Linked DNA regions of Nomascus leucogenys: region 1 is linked to region 2. The links are chromatin contacts, called in public Hi-C maps. All regions are on one chromosome and are shown on one strand. Each heading gives the region's core, a stretch centred on a gene start, on an enhancer-like site or on the middle of the called end of the contact. The rest is flanking DNA. Distances are from core to core; before and after follow the strand shown. Region 1 holds the start of ST6GALNAC4 (alpha-N-acetyl-neuraminyl-2,3-beta-galactosyl-1,3-N-acetyl-galactosaminide alpha-2,6-sialyltransferase). Region 2 holds the start of CDK9 (cyclin-dependent kinase 9).

Region 1 (2,700 bases), core at 138-2,637, 140 kb after region 2:
TCACTGGGTAGTGGGCCACCCTGGTCACCACTTGTGTCTCTCTGGGCTCCAGTTTTCTAGACCTGAGGCACAAGTCCCTAGGCCACCCTTCAGAAGCCACCGAGCAGTTGGCTGGTGCTCTCCAAAAATCAGAAGTGGGAAAGTGGCCCCCACCCCCTACCCCATCACCCCACCCGCCCCAGCGCATCCTGCCCGAGGCCCACCATTTTCTGCCCGCAAGCTACATCAGCTTCTAAAAATAAGTCTTTTCTGTGTGGCCAGCTGTGCAGGGGAGGGAGTTCTGCCTGGCACCTGCTCCCCTGCCCATGAGGAACCAGAGACCTTGACTCAGGCAGTCAAGATGAACTGCCCCCCACATCCAGCTCTCTCTCCCACAGCCCGGGGCTTCTGCGGTAAAGACAAGAGCGGCTGAACTGAACTTTCACACCCCCAGTCCCAGGTAGGCTTTGCCTGGTGAGCTTGTAGTGTTACCTCTGTTTTACAGGGATAGCAAGGTACTGACACCGCAGAGTGGATGCCACCCGCCTGGGGCCACACGGTCTGCAAGAACAGGGCTGGACTTTGAGGCCATTCTGCCCTTCTCTGCTCGGCAGCAGGGAGGTCAGAAGTGGCAGTGAGTCCTGGGGTGGAGAGGTTGCTGAGCTGCTCCGCCGGTTGGGGCCTCTGCGTTCCCTGGAAGTCCTCCTTCTTCCACCACTTACCGGAGCCTTCATGCTGTCGCTGTCCCTCAGTAGTCTAGGGGCTGCTGTCTCCAGGGCTGGGGCTGGGAAGGGGTGGGAGCCGGGCACCTGCCAAGACCCAGAAACTCAGAGCCGGGAGGGGTAAGGCAGGTGGGGTTCTAGGCTATAGGGAAAACTGAGGCAGGAGAGGGTACAGGCTGGGGTGAAAGCACATGGCACCCGGGAATCCAACCCCTTGACGTCTCCAAACACCGGAAGGCAATGTCCCCATCCTAAAGGAGCAGGAATCAGCGACCTTTGAGAGACCTCCTGCCAACCCAATTCCCAGTGCGCAGATGGGGAGGAAGAGGCAGCGAGGGGGCGCCCCCAGCTCAAGGTCACCAATCAGGTCTGGGGCGGAGAGAGCTAGAAGCCCGGAATTCCACCCCATCCATCCTACCTCTCTACCCGGGGGACGAATGGAGAGGCCGGGGGAGGGCAGGACGTGGGTTTTTCACCGCCCTTCCAGATTCCACTGCCGCATCTCCCGGCCGAGTGCTAACCGGGCGTGCAGCCTGGGGTTCGCAGGAGGCTCGCGATCCGCTGCTCGGAGCTCCATGGCCCCCGGGCCGGGCCGACTGGTCTGGAAGCGGATCCGCGCGGCCAGAGGCAGGGGGCGGGGCCGGGGCCGGGGCCGGCGAGGTGGGGCGGAGACTCGCGCGCCGGGGGCGGGGCCTGCGCGCCGCAGGCGGATCCTACGAGCGCGGCCTGCGCGACCTGGGGAGGGCTCTGCTCGGCCGGGACGGGGCGGGATGTGAATGGCTGGCGGCGAGGCCTCCAGCTAGGGGCGGAGCCTCAGGGCCGGGGGCGGGGCTTCAGAGCCGGGGCGGAGTCTGAGTACCAGCATCTCCGTTTTCCGTCCTCCCGAATTTCCAGCAGGCTCTTGCCTGGGCGAGGCTGTCGGGCCGCAGGGGAAAGAGACCTAGAGGGTGTCGGGGGCCACCGGGCAGTGGCGGCCTGGTTGTCCGGACTTGAGTGTCTCCATTTCTGAAATGGTGGTTGGGGAGGGAAGTTAAGCGGGGCTTCGGGTCAGGCAGCCCACGTTTCAACTGGTAGGGTTGCTGGATTTATCAAGTAAGATACAGAACGCCCAGTGACACTGGAAATTCAGATAAACAACGAATACATGAGTTATTTTCAATATGATTACTTTATTATGATTATGTCAGTGTGACAGTCACCTGAGCCCGTTTTTCTCCTCTGAGACACACGTGTAGAGGCAGCTCCTGTCACAGTCAGGATTCGAACCCAGGAAGTTTCACTCCAGACCCGGGGCTGTGACCACCTACTCTTACCTCTCAAAGGCTCCCTTGCTGGAATGTCCTCCAAATCCAAGTCAAGGTAGCCCAGGCCCCAGGCAGATGCCGCAGTAATGGGGTCCCTTGGGATCTCAGAGGCAACTGCCTTCAAGCACCAGGCTGGTGGCAGAAAGCACTGGGACAGTAGCAGAGGTGGGCCTATGGGGAAGTAAGAGGGCACACTTCCCGTCTAGGATTTTTTTTTTTTGGAGACAGAGTCTCTCTCTGTTGCCCAGGCTGGAGTGCAGTGGCACCATCCTGGCTCACTGCAACCTCCGCCTCCTGGGTTCAAGCAATTTCCAGCTAACTTTTGTATTTTTAGTAGAGACAGGGTTTCACCATGTTGGCCAGGCTGATATCGAACCCCTGACCTCAAGTGACCTGCCTGCCTCGGCCTCCCAAAGTGCTAGGATTACAGGCGTGAGCCACCACGCCGGGCCCTTGTTTATGATTTTTTGTGCAAAATGTTGCATTGGCCAGAAAGATCATTTCACCATCCCCACCACACCCACCTCCTCTGCAGGGCGCTGGCCTGGGAACCCGCTTGGGCTCCTGCCCTGGTGTCCATTTCAAACTCTTTTTTCCTTTTTCTCAGAGGCTCAGGCCTGGGCAGGATGCCAGGGTATCTGTCCCCAGCTCAGCAACCTTCCCAGTCTACCCTGCTCCAGGTTCAAAGCCAAACC
Region 2 (2,700 bases), core at 193-2,692:
CTCACTCTGTCACCAGGCTGGAGTGCAGTGGCAAGACCTCGGCTCACTGCAACCTCCACCTCCTGGGTTCAAGCATTTCTCCTGCCTTAGCCTCCCGAGTAGCTGGGACTACAGGCGCCCAACACCACACCTGGCTAATTTTTGTCTTTTTAGTAGAGACGGGGTTTCAACATATTGGCCAGGCTGGCTCGAACTTCTGACCTTGTGATCCGCCTGCCTTGGCCTCCCAAAGTGCTGGGATTACAGGCGTGAGCCACCGCGCCCACCCCAATGGCTTCTTGCAGGAAGAGAGGGTACCGAGAGTCTGGGGGAGTGTGGGATCAGGGGAGCACCGCCCTGAACCCTGAACGCAGGAAGGCTTGGGGAGACAGTAGAGAGATTTGCATGGCCACAGCCTGGGGGGTGGGGTGTGAACTGGAAAGAGCCTCCAATGTCACATTCAGGTTCTTGGGGGACAGAGAGGCCCGACTGGGGGGCTAGGTCTCAGGATCCACCCGCAGAGGGCTGGAGAGGAGGGGGCAGATTGAAGCGGGGCAGAGGAGGCAGAAAAGACGGCTTTGCTGGAGGCTGTCCTTGGGCAGAGCTGGAGGGAGAATCTGGGGGCCGCTGGAGCCAGAAAGATGCGAGGGAAGGGATGGGCGCGATGGGGGAGGGAGATGGGGGGCGGTGAACGGTGAGCTCGCGCCTGCATAAGGACAGCAGGCCTCCCCACTGCTATCCTCCTGGCCCAACCGCGAATAGCGTGAGTCAAGAGAATCCCCTTCATTCAGACATCCAGGTTCGGGTCCCAGCTTTGTCGCCGTGTGACCTTGGGCAAATGACCTCACTTCTGAGCCTCAACGTCCTCTTCTGCAAAATGGGTTAGTGATCCTATGGGCTGTTGATTCAGGATTCGGCGGGAACGCCCAGCACTTCCTGAGTACACAAGAGTGCTGAGAAAATGGTAGCTGTTTTTTGCGATTACTGACCCGGGGCCCGACCAGCTCTGGCACGACTCACTGGAGGCGGGAGTCCTGCGGGTCCCATCCCTGCCTCCCGGAGAGCCAGGCCCCAGCGATAGAAGGCCCGGGCGTTGCTTGCTCGTCGCCTCCAGTGCCGCCGCGCCCCCTGGCGGCCGTCGGTTGCCATGTCAACGGAGGGTGGCGGGGACCTGGGGAGGCGGAGGCGGGGGCCGTTCTCTCCTCCTAGGGCCGCAGGACGCTCCCTCCGCGCCTCCCGCCTTCGCCTGTTGGGGGGGGGGCACTCCGAGCCGGAGAGGAAGGGGCTCTCCGCGGCAGCCGGCATGTGGGGGTAAACTGAGGCACGCGGCGGGGCGCCCGCAGCCAGGTGCCGAGCGCGGGGCCCCACCTCCGAAGGCGGAGGAGGGGCCGCGGGCGGTGACGCGACGAGGGCGGCCGGCGGACAGCGGGCGGGCGGTGGCGGCGGCGGCAGGTGCGGCCGCGGAGGGTGGGAGGGAGGAGGGCGGGGGCGGGCGGAGGAGGAGAGGAGGGCGAGGCCGGGCACCTCCCCCTTTATAACGCGCCCCCTCCCGGGCTCTCGGGCCGTCTCCTAGTCGGCTCTTTCCGTCTCGCCCCCTCGCCCGGCCGCCCCGGGCCCGGGTCCGGCCAGGGAGCCCCCAGGCCGCGGCTCGGGGGCCGCCCCCCCGCCCGCCGCCCCGCGCAGCCCGGCGGAGGCGGCGCCGTCGGAGGAGGAGGAGCAGGGCACTGCGGCTGGCCCCGGATCGGGCGCCAGAGCGGCAGCAGCTTCGGCAGCAGCGGCGGCCCGGGCCCATGCAGCGGGACGCGCCACCCCGAGCCCCAGCTCCGGCGCCCCGGCTCCCCGCGCCCCCGATCGGGGCCGCCGCCAGTAGTGGCGGCGGCGGAGGCGGGGGCAGCGGCGGCGGCGGAGGCGCCTCTGCAGCTCCGGCTCCCCCTGGCCTCTCGGGAACTACAAGTCCCAGGGGGCCTGGCGGCGGGCGGCGGGCGGAAGAGGCGGGGTCGGCTCCGCGAGGCCGGAAGTGGCCGTGGAGGCGGAAGTGGCGCGGCCGCGGAGGGGCCTGGAGTGCGGCGGCGGCGGGACCCGGAGCAGGAGCGGCAGCAGCAGCGACTGGGGGCGGCGGCGGCGCGTTGGAGGCGGCCATGGCAAAGCAGTACGACTCGGTGGAGTGCCCCTTTTGTGATGAAGTTTCCAAATACGAGAAGCTCGCCAAGATCGGCCAAGGCACCTTCGGGTAAGGCTGGGCCCCTCGGGGCCTGGAGCCCTGGGCCTAAACCCGTAGGGCCGACGTCGGGATGCCCGGGGCCCCGCCCGAGTTGGCAGAGAAGTCGTCTGTCTCCGGGCTTGCCCGCTGGTCTCTAGGCCGCGCCGCACCCCGCCCCGGCCTGACGGAGCCGGCTGGTGGGGAGGAGCCTGAGGCCCTTGGTGGGGGCGGGGAGAGGCTGCAGAGAGGCGCCCGTGAGGGGAGCGGGACTTCTCCAAGGGACGCCCAAGTGAGGAGAAGGGACTGAGGGAAGGAAGCAAAGGCCCCGAACGAGACAGGGTGCCGGGTGGCCGGGTAGCCGCGTGCCCTGGGTACCTAGCCCAGCCCCGCCCGGGAATCTCTTTGCTGCCGCCTCTCCTCCTGTAGTGGGGGAGGGGCGGGCCCTGCGGAAATGGCCTGATGAGTTCTCCGGTCTCCCTTTCCGCCTGCAGGGAGGTGTTTAAGGCCAGGCACCGCAAGAC

What was found. A called contact is a pair of places that touch in the nucleus more often than the background predicts.
Region 1: a Hi-C map of a lymphoblastoid cell line shows a contact between it and region 2, with 2.1 times the contacts expected there. The contact joins the promoter of ST6GALNAC4 here to the promoter of CDK9 in region 2. A contact is called at or near these places in 2 of 4 Hi-C or Micro-C datasets (both in a lymphoblastoid cell line).

The regions. Positions count from the first base shown.
Region 1 is chr8:104,056,085-104,058,784 of Asia_NLE_v1, forward strand. It overlaps ST6GALNAC4 (alpha-N-acetyl-neuraminyl-2,3-beta-galactosyl-1,3-N-acetyl-galactosaminide alpha-2,6-sialyltransferase), which reads right to left and starts at 1,388. Exons shown (of 6, transcript XM_030817891.1): 1 at 1,120-1,388; 2 at 702-788. The coding sequence starts at 713.
Region 2 is chr8:103,919,939-103,922,638 of Asia_NLE_v1, forward strand. It overlaps CDK9 (cyclin-dependent kinase 9), which reads left to right and starts at 1,443. Exons shown (of 7, transcript XM_030817861.1): 1 at 1,443-2,209; 2 at 2,671-2,700. The coding sequence starts at 1,770.